2 separate regions of the Mus musculus genome follow, and region 2 is linked to region 1. The links are chromatin contacts, called in public Hi-C maps. All regions are on one chromosome and are shown on one strand. Each heading gives the region's core, a stretch centred on a gene start, on an enhancer-like site or on the middle of the called end of the contact. The rest is flanking DNA. Distances are from core to core; before and after follow the strand shown.

Evidence for each region. Hi-C and Micro-C count contacts between places; a contact is called where the count stands out from the background.
Region 2: a contact with region 1 is called in a Hi-C map of muscle stem cells, with 2.4 times the contacts expected there. The contact joins two enhancer-like sites. A contact is called at or near these places in 1 of 15 datasets of contacts at CTCF or cohesin (large pre-B cells), 2 of 484 Hi-C or Micro-C datasets (cortical neurons and muscle stem cells), 2 of 115 datasets of contacts at active chromatin or transcription factors (cardiomyocytes and fibro-adipogenic progenitors) and 1 of 9 other capture datasets (embryonic stem cells).

Annotation. Positions count from the first base shown.
Region 1 is chr13:9,236,488-9,241,909 of GRCm38.p6, reverse strand. No RefSeq gene overlaps it. Among named protein-coding and RNA genes, the nearest start is that of Dip2c, 37 kb to the left of the region's middle. Within about 2 kb of position 2,644, at least 67 of the 459 cell types and tissues checked have an H3K27ac peak or open chromatin away from gene starts, as enhancers often do. A contact at or near this core is called in muscle stem cells, where this site is marked.
Region 2 is chr13:9,448,020-9,453,441 of GRCm38.p6, reverse strand. All of the region lies in intron 1 of Dip2c (disco interacting protein 2 homolog C), which reads right to left. Among named protein-coding and RNA genes, the nearest start is that of Dip2c, 170 kb to the right of the region's middle. Within about 2 kb of position 2,986, at least 17 of the 459 cell types and tissues checked have an H3K27ac peak or open chromatin away from gene starts, as enhancers often do. A contact at or near this core is called in muscle stem cells, where this site is marked.

The DNA.
Region 1 (5,422 bases), core at 1,395-3,894:
TTTTCTGCTTTGTGGTTCAAGATGTGAGCTCTCTGCTTCCCACTCCTTCTGCTGAGCCTAGTGCTTGGTGTCACGCCTCTGCTCTGCCATCACGGACTCTTGTCCTCCTGGAGTCATAAAGCAAAATAAAGTCTCTCATCCCTAGGTTGCTTTTGGTCATGGTGTTTTCTCACAGCAATAGAAAAATAACTAATACAGGGTCTATGACTGAACAAACAAAGATTTTATACACAGACACATACATTTACTGATCCACAGGGGGAACAAAACAAATCATGACATTTCTAGGAAAGATGAGTGGAACTGGAGCTCATCGTGCCAAGTGAAATAAGCCAGACTCATAATAACAAATGCCATGTTTCATCTCACAGGTAGGATCTTTTCCTTGTCACACATGTCATGAATGTAGGAGGAAGCAGAATAGTCAGAGGGAAGAAAGGAAACAAGAAAGAGTAACAGAGCCGAGCGGGGTAGCGCACGCCTTTAATCCCAGCACTCGGGAGGCAGAGGCAGGCGGATCTAGTTCGAGGCCAGCCTGGTCTACAGAGTGAATTCCAGGACAGCCAGGGCTACACAGAGAAACCCTGTCTTGAAAAACAAAAAACCAAAAAAACAAAACAACAACAACAACAAAAACAAAAAACAAAAAGAAAGAGTAACGGGGGAAGTAAGCAAAGCACATGATTTGCATGTGTGAAGAAGGTGTCATAATGAACTCATTACATGGTATGTTAAGACTATTCAGGTTGGAAATTTCCTATATATCTAATACTACCTGAAATGCTCACCACAACACAAATTTAGCACTTATTCTCATTACTCATTGACTTAGGGTTTCACTGCTGTGAACAGACACCATGACCAAGCCAACTCTTATAAGAACAACATTTAATTGGAGCTGGTTTACAGGTTCAGAGGTCCATCCAGTATCATCAAGGTGGGAGCATGGCAGCATAAAGGCAGGCATGGCCAAGGAGGAGCTGAGAGTTCTACATCTTCATCTAAAGGCTGCTAGCAGAATACTGCCTTCCAGGCAGCTAGGATGAGGGGATGAGGGTCTTAAAAGCCCTCATCCACAGTGACACACCTACTCCAACAGGGTCATACCTTCTAATAGTGCCACTCCCTGGGCCGAGCATATATAGTCCCTCATTTTAAAAAATCTGCTAATATCATTTATACTGGAGCCTGCTCTGTGCCAACTCTTCCAGGGCTCTGAATAGAACCTACCCAACTATAGAGGTCTGTGTTCAGAGTCTACCTCAATCAGTGCATACCTGGGGACATAACTAAGCTGCTTGTAGGTAGCAATGTGGCTTGGCTGGTAGAGTTCTTGACTGGCATGCACTAATGCCCAGCGCCTCATCAACTGTGCATGGTGGTGCATGCCTGTAATCATAGCCCTTGATAAGTGGCAGAAGAATGAAGACTTCAAGGTCACCCTCTGTGCTTTAGCTTGAAGCCAATTTCAGGTAACAAGAACCTGTCTCCGTATTTGGAATCCTTAGGTCTCCTAACAGTCAAAATTATTACAAATAAAACCCTGGTAGAGATTTGCAGAAGTCATTTGCAGTGATCATTGATCTCATCCTTACCCACAGGGCTTCCAAATCTTGTCTCAGTCTCCTCCCCACACCCAGATCATGTCCCCCCTTTTGGCGCCTCCTGAAGTCTCACTTGTCACCCTCTGAGCCTTTTATTTCCTGGACTTCTATGTAAATTTTTACCTCACTTTTCCTCCTGCTACTGCAGAAAACAAACGAACAAACTGTTGACTGTACCAAGTCTTCTAGGCAAGACGGTATGCTTACAATGTATCCAAAAAGTGACATCATGCAAGGGAACTGGCTGCTTGGCTGCTGTAAGCATGCAAATGGAATCAGAAGCCTTTCTGAGAAATCAACGCAGATGCAAACACTGCTTTGCAACACTCTGCCAGCACAGTAGGCTCTAGGAGACTGTAAGAGACAAACCTAGACCCAGCTTCTGAGGACACTCCAGATAGCTATGCCTCACAGCAGCATCAGAATAGAAGCTGCCCCGTCTCCCGGGTTGAGCGCACCCACGATCCTCCCACTCGGCCCGCTGAAGTCACTGACTCCGAGATGAGTCTCTCTCCTGACTCGTGATGGTGACTGTCCTCTGAGTCAGAGAAGGTTCACTCATATTCATTCACATGTTCATCTGCTCAGGCATTCATTGAATATTTATTGTCTAAATTATGTAGACTGTAGACAACGGAGGCAAAACAAAGAAGAGTTTGGCTGTCACAGTTGCTTTGGCTTGTGTCACGGGGCTAAAGTGGAAAGTCACTGTGGGGGTTGCCATGGTATTGGTAAGCCAGTCCAAGCTGGAGAGGACCAGAATTGTCCCTGGAGGAGACAAGCATTCAGTTCAAGTGCTCTTGGGTCCCAGTGACTTGCAAAACCACACAGGTCACAGGACCCAAGTGACCCTAAAGCCCAGCACGCATGTGTCATGTTACAGTTCCGATCTGAAATGTCTTCTACAAACTCATGATATTGACGGGTGACCTCCAGGTGGTGGCGCTGTTTGGGGTGGGGTACCTTTAAATGGTGGAGTCTAGTTGGTAGAAGTAGAAGAACAGGAGTTGGACTCAGTGGTGTGAGGTCATAGCTGGCTCCTAGTTCCTGCCTTGCTGACCCACAATACTCATGCAGCCACGAGCTGAGTTGTTCCACCACACCTCCTCACTGTGATGAACTGAAAATGTGAACCAAAATAACCTTTCACCCCTTGTGCTATTCTTTAGGTGATCTTTCACAGCAATACAAAGGTAACTAGCATGTGTCAGAAGCCCAAGAGGCAGGCTTACTTTCTGTTATTTTCTAAATGTGTGTGCAAGTTCATGTGTGCCTGATGTATGTGTATGTGTGTATGTGTACAGAGGACAGCCTAAAGCTCTTATTCCTCGGGTGTCCATCAACCACCATTTTTCAAATTACATTTATTTATTTATTTATTTACATACATATATGGGGGTGCAATGGATGGCATAGCACACGTGTGGAAGTCAGAAGAGACTCTCTCTCTCTCTCTCTCTCTCTCTCTCTCTCTCTCTCTCTCTCTCTAACAGGGTCTCTCACTAGCCTGGAATTCACCAAGCAGGCTAGACGACTTGGCCAGCAAGCCCCAGGAATCTGCCTGTCTCTGCCTTACCAGTGCTGACTGGAATTACAAGTGTACACCATCACACCAGACTGTTTGTTGTTGTTTGTTTGTTTGTTTGTTTGTTTTCTTTTAACTTGGGTTCTGGGAAATCAAACTCAGGTTCTCCTGCTTGAAAGGCAAGCCCTTTGCCAACTGAGGGCCAGCCCCAGCTCACCACTTCCTAATCTTAAGATGCTGGTCTTAGCCTGCTCATATACTTATTCTTCCTGTGTCTATTTCTCCCCACAGTGAAATGAGTCCATTCAAACCAGATTAGATTATGTTAAATGCAGGTTTATTGGGAGGATGCTTTCAGGAGGATGAATTCACTGGCCCCAAGGACCTAGGCCAGGGAAGTCACCGTGGGGAGAAAAAGGGGGTGGGGGAAGGGAGAGGGTACAGAAAAAGAGAAGGAGAGAGAAAGAGGGAGAGCAGGGAGACCAAAATGTCTGGATTATACAGAGAGGAGCCTCTGAAAGAAGGGCCGCCCAGCCTCTGGGCTAGAAAGTTTAGGGTTGGGGGTGGGGTATACCAGGTAAGGACTGAGGGATGCTGGGAGAACCTGGAGGCCAGGCCTGCTTTGGTGTGTAAAATATGCACCTCAGTCCCTTGTCCCTGGTCCTAAACAAAAGAAGACCTACAGAAAAGACAGAAAGCCAGTTTTACAACTGTGTCTGTGCTTTAGAACAAAATAACGGACTCTGGTGCTTTGGGGAGTCCATAAAGGCGGCTGGGATGAGAGACAGGCCGTCACTAGGACCCACAAGGCATTGTGCCAGGAAGGGCCAAAACAGGAAGCACCCACTCCCATCCAGGACCCAGGACCAGATCCTGAAGCCCCATCTCCACTCCAGGGAAACGGAAAACAATCGTGGCCACCAAATGCATTTACAACCTAGCCGAAACCTAGAACCATAAGAGGATAAAAGCTTCCACCCAGAACAGCGGGATATAGTGAGACTGGCAGCAGATAGCTGTTTAAAAGCGTATCGCAGAAGCCAGGCACAGAGAGAGGCACAGAGAGATAAATATCACATGTTGCCACCTATAAAGGAAACTGAAAATTAATCTGAATCCTGAGTCCAGAACTCAGGAAGGGGAGGGGACAGGAAGGGGACACGGAGGCTGGAGGTTCACAGATAACAGAGGTGCATCTGGACCCATTGAATAACTGTTGTAAATATTGATCCCCATTAGCTGAATATTTCCAATGGGATTTTGAGCATTCTCAGAACAAATAAATGATAAATATTTAGATGGCAGATACACCAGTCACCCTAATCGGATTTGTCACTATACACGTGTAGATGACCACGTTGTACTGTGACTACGCATGACTGTTTTGTGTCGAAGATTAACTGAAGCTAGCTGTGGGACCACTCCCCTGCCATCCCAACACTCGGCAGACCATCAGGATTTGGAGGCCATCCTCAGTTAAAACCTAGTTAAGGCCAGCCTGAGATACATAGCAAGCTCTAGAACAGCCAGGGCCAAATAGTGAGGCTCCATTTTAAAATAACAACAAAAAAATGATTTTTTCCCCCTTTCTAAACTTAATCCAAGTAAAGCTCTCGGGTCATGTATTTGCTTTCTTTTGCTCTCTTTTGGCTTTTAATTTTTTGTTACCCTTTGATAATCTCAAATGTTGGTCATTTGAGAGTATGTCTGTGTATGTGGTGTGCACACACATCTGTGTGCACACTTGGGCTTTGGATGTCTTCCTCGATGGCTCTGTATTGTGTCCAGAACTTGCCAAGTGAGCTAGTCTATCTAGCCAGCTTGCTCTGGGAATGCCCCTCTGCCCACTGAGTGACGGGGTGGCAGGCACCCTGCACACCCACACACAGAGTCACCTTGGGCTCTGGATGTCCAAACTCTGCTTCTATTGTTTATGTGCAAGCACTTTGCCCACTGGGTCCTCTTCATAGGCCCTGGTTTTTGAGACATAGTTTCAAATCCAGGCTTGCCTTAAACTCTTGACATAGCCAAAGATAGCTGTGAACTCCCTATCCCGGTCTCTGATTCCCAGGGGCCAGGATTGTAGGCCCGTGTCACTGCACCCGGTTTCTTCCGTAAAACATTTTCCCTTGTCAAGAACAGGAGTGGTGCCTTCAGAATTGTTTTTCTCCTTTTTTCAATAGCACCAAACAAGCAATGGGCTTGACTCAGATTTGTGCTATACCTGTACAGATGTGCTGCTGAGGCTAAACGTACTCCTCATGAAATTTTTACAAGTCTGATGAGAAGCAGC
Region 2 (5,422 bases), core at 1,737-4,236, 210 kb before region 1:
TCCCTTTCTCCCTCTCTCCCAGTGAGTGAGTGGGGAACACATCTGAGGATTATCTATGATCTCCATACTCATACATGTGGGTATGTACACATCACTGTGCCATCTTCCAATGCATGACTAATTCTTTATTCCTAAGAATTTGATGGCTCTGGTGGTTAAACCTTCCATCCAAGCTCTTTCTTATCCCTACCAGCATCAGCAGAGCTTTCTACATCCGACCACACAAATCACAAGAGTATTCTGCTCTGACCTTGGGAATTCGAGGAAGGAGTTTGTATCTTTGGATAACCTTATAGAGCAGAGTCATGACCTATAACATGCCCCATAAACAATTTTCATAGAAAACTTCTCTGTTCTTTAAGCTACTATACCAGTTACATTCCTATAGCAGCCTTTTGCTCTAGCACAGTACACTTTATTTAATAATGTCAAAATTAAATAAAAATATATAAAAGCATTTATGCACACTAAAGATTTATCAGTATGATTCTATTGCTCATAGTTCATTTATCAAAAATCAATCATAACATTTGCAATTTTAGTGACATGACTTTTGCTGGGTTTTGTTTTGTTTTGTTTTTAAACAAAGTCTCACTCTGTAGCTCAGCATTCTAAAGGAAGCGGGCGGGCTGCAGGTAGAATTCCCTCCCAGTCCCTGCCCCTTCATTCTTCCCCTGCCCAGCACCCATTGGCACAAGAGCAGGTATGAAGTATTTGTATAGATCCTTGTAATGTTTCCTGGCTAAAACTTTGTTTTGCTTTTAATTCTGGCTTACAGAGAAAGAAATGATCATGAAGCAGCGGGGAGAAAAGAAGGAGTCCTGCAAGTTCTCACTGCTCATGGGCTTTCTCTTTGTTTTCTTGTTTCCATCATTAAAAGACATGAAAGGTTATTTCTCGAAATGGCCTGTTTTACTGACAATTCTGTATACAGCTTAGGATTACAAAAGTCTAAGAAGGGGGATAATAGGGGAAAAGAGAAGATCCCCAAGGAAGTTAAAAAGGAAAATGTACTTGAGAAGACTCCAGCAGGAGGATTGTAGAATCTAGCTGTCACTTCTATTAACAAGTTCACAGAATCCAAGGGAACTCAACCTCAAAAGCTGTATCTTTTAAGATTTTCATCGCAATGGGAAAGTTCACAGCATCTTGGCTAACAAAGTCCCAGTGTACAGGTTCACATCTAACGGGCGCTTGTTTCCTTGTTATCCTCCTTGCTTCTCCCCCAGCCCACCCTACCCCCAAGCTATTTAATCTCCACTGATGTCAGTTACACAATATAGCTCTGTCCAAATTTGGTTAACCAACTCACCAGCTCTTCAAGTCACATGGCACTTTCAGTTGAGTCTGAATACCTCTGCCCAGCTAAATAATAACCCAAAATATGCTTTGACTTGCTAGTGCATGTGGTATTTTATCCCATAGTCCCACTTCTCCTTGAAGAATTAGATATGACATGTAATGAGAGACTGAAAGGTGTTAAGCAAATACCAAACAATCAGAAAAAAACCTTAGTTCCTGTGTGTTTGCTATGGTCTTGATTCAAAATAGCTTTTCAGATTCCCAGGGACAAACAATTGTCACTACTCAGGATCCCAGCTTTATTTACAAAAGAGTCATCGAGTGCATAATTCACAACAGCTGTTCTTATCAGAACTTAAGGCCAAGTGAAAAATAAAAAGGGGACAGGGAAAAACTTCTGAGTTTATACGAGGCTGACCAATGTGCTGGAGAGGTGGGTAAACAGGGTACCAATGCCAGCTTTAAAGTCTGACTGTATCACAAATAAGAAGGTAAACTCAGATTCTACTAATACAAATGAAGCTTCAGACATTATGGTGGTAATGAGTAACAGCCATAAGCTTCAGAAGCCCAAAGCCCAACACAGTGTCTACTCACTGGCAAGAACAGAGCCATTATCACCTACGCAAAGATAGTAAGTTCAAGGCTGTCATCTTGAATCAAACATAGTAGAATTCAGGGACGTGAATATTATGTCAGATATCTCCATCCACCCCTAACAGTTTATAGATAGTTCTGAATCTTGATTTTGTTATTTTAATGTCCATATCTAAGGAAGGATCAGAGTTGACTCTGTCCCTCAATAAAGTCTTAGAACAAATGGAGCAGATCTCATGATAGCTAAGCAGAGGAAAAATGAAGTAAAAGTAAGCATATTCAAATTCTTACACTAAAATTATACTTTCAAATGGCAGAGGAGAATGTGGGAAATGGGAAGGGAAGGAGTAGGAGGTACTTTGGACCAAAACAAGTGAAATTCTAAAATAATAAAATACAAAACACAGACTCAAAATGACCCAATTTTGAGAATCAATCGTGTCATAAAGCAATTATATTGTGTGCTGCAAAAAAAGAAAAGAAAACATGGTCACCAAACAAGTGTGACTTAATCCCAGCCCTCATGAGGCTGAGACAGGAGAAGCAAATAGAGTTTGAGGATGCCTGCATAAGCCAGTTGAGTTTTTGTTGAACATCATTCTTCCTTAAAAACAGATAGAAGCTAAAACAGAGTTATGGAAAGCATTAGGACACTGGAGCCAAAAAGACTAGAAATATTAAAGACAGCCAACCTCTTTACCTGTAACACAAGAGCTCTTTCCAAGCTAAAATTCCCAACTGGTCGTTAAAGCTCAAATCTTTGAAGGCATTAACTTATTAAATGCTGAAACCCCATGCATATAGAATCCCTTAATGAGGCCAACAGGTGGTTTTGGAACTGTGTAGTGATTGGTTTAAGAGTGTCCTTGCAAATCTGTTTATTTTCTCCTCACACATCTTACCATAGGCTACCAATGGTTTGTTCACACTCTCGTGACAAGACACACGTCAGAAAGAGTTTAATGCCATAGTATTCACAGCAGCTAGCCATGGGATTTAGAATTCAGTGACTATAATCCTGGAACACTGTAGAGGTAGAAGACATGAGGAAAGAGTGCTGAAAGACAGCCTTGTGGTATTTTTGGAAGTCAAACCTATGACTCAGTTTTGATTAAACCTTCTCTCCAGCAAATGGCTTCTGCACAGACAGGAAAGAGAAAGTGTGAAATTCAAACAGGGAAAGTGACTATCTTAAACCATTCCTTTTTCTCGAGTTACCATTGGATTCTGTCCTCTATCTTGAAGTGTTTTCAAAAACACCATTTTCAAACGCACTGGCTAATCCTTCAGTTTTTGCATTCTTTTTCTCAGAAAGAATTGCAAATGCTAAGATAATACCACGTGTCTGGTAGTGATAAAAAGATAAACACCACCACCTCAAAAAGGCCACTTCTAGTAAATCCCTAGCACACAGTACGATGGGTTCACGTTTTCACGAAATAGCTACAAGGAGAGCTAGAAGCGTCTGTCCAGGTTGAAGGTCAAGTCTCATTTTCTACAATCAAGTAGCGAGGGGAGAAAAAGCCCTTTTGGGATGAGACTGACCATATCAGCTGCAAACAGGAAAGCCATGTAAAGGGAGCTGTAGGTTCTGTCTACTCTGGGGAAGATTGCCCTGCTTTAGGAAGACAAAGTCTCTATACTGGCGAGTGCATTTGCTCTTCTTAAAAGACCTTTTAATGATTTTTAGCACTCATTCATTAAATAAGAATTGACACCCTGGCATCAATTTTCAGTCTTAACTAATGCATGCTACACTGTAACCTGGTTGGTAAAGTGCTCTCTTAACATACACAAAGTCCTGATAGGTTTCAATCTCAGCATCATAAACTAGGCACAGTGACACACTCCCATAATACTAGCATTCCACAGGTGAAGGTAGATAGATCAAGAGTTCTGGGCCACCTTGGGCTGCAGGAGACTCCATTTCAAACAAAACACATCAATGCATGCATATTTGCTTCCCAAAAGCAGCTCTCTAATTCACAAAGAAGCTACAAAATAAAGGCATTTAGACTGTCTGGCTGTGAGCACCCCACATCCCTCAGCTTATCAAATGGCTCATGACATCCCAGGAAACAATATCATTCCCACTACAGGCAGGTTTCTTGTTTTGCCTAGCTATAAGAAAGTGAGAGAACACTGGAGATGATGCTGAGCAAAGCTAAGTCACACAAAGGCAGTCGTAAGTCTGCTGCTCTGGATACAACTGTAACGGTCTCCCATGTGATGGGGAAGGTCTACCTCAGGATTGTGCTTACTCTCAATTTTCCTGTTCTTTCTGTTTCTAGTCTGTATTTCTAGAGATAGAAAATGTTTCCTGAACTTTCATCATTAATTAAGGGCTATGACTCTAGATTTTCTTACAGCAACCCAACATAGGAGCCAACGGAAAGACAATGACTTGGGGCTCTTGAAGCTGAAATCATCAGGCCTTCCTCTTCTCTCAAATCCAAAGTCAATATAGCCACCCTGCTGTGACTCATGGTTTATTTGTTTTGTTTCATTTTTTATTTTGGGGGAAAGAGGACAACCTCTAACAAAACAATCTTACAAACTTTAATATTATCCAGAAAGGACTAAACTTTGTAAGATTTCGTAGTCATTAATACTATCAAAATACTACATCAATATGAAGACTTTGAAATGTATATTATAAAAACTTCTAATTATACATGCAAAACCTGCATCTCTGAGATACAGTGATTGTTAGTGAGTTGTACGGTCTCTGAATGTCCTTTTGTACTGAACTCTTATAGCATTTCTTATCAAGTAGAATAGAAAGCCACAGATTAATTACATTAACTATTTAATTGTTGTATTTTATCATTTTAATAATGATTTCACCTGTACTTAAAAATAACCTTTTTTAAACTTCACAATTCTAAATAGTATTTATTAAGAATTTGTTATTCCATTGAGTACAGTGACACACACCTGTACTCCTAGTTAGGCAGGATGATCATGAATTCACAGCCTGGGTTACATAGCAAGCTCAAAGCTAGGGTAAGATAGGTTGCATAAAAAGGAAAAAAAGTATCAAAAACACACCTAACCATCCCATCAAAAAATAAAATAAAATAAAATTACTATCGATCAGGCGTTCTATTTTCAAGTCCTTCTAGCCAGCAGTTCGATATAGCCTGTTCTTCCTCTCCATTCCCTAATAAAAACATCCAAATAAAAGTTTGCTGATGATAAATCATTTTTTAAATCCTTTTTTAAAATAATCTCTCAGTCAGGCATGGTGGCGCACGACTTTAATCCCAGCACTCGGGAGGCAGAGGCAGGTGGATTTCTGAGTTCGAGGCCAGCCTGGTCTACAAAGTGAGTTCCAGGCCAGCCAGGGCTACACAGAGAAACCCTGTCTCAAAAAACAAAACAAAACAAAACAAAACAAAACAAAACACACCACCACCAACAACAACAACAAAATAACCTCTCAAATACCCAAGCTGACCTTGAACTTCTGATTCCCTTTACTACACTTCCCATGTCCTGGAATTATCCAACCATATTGGCT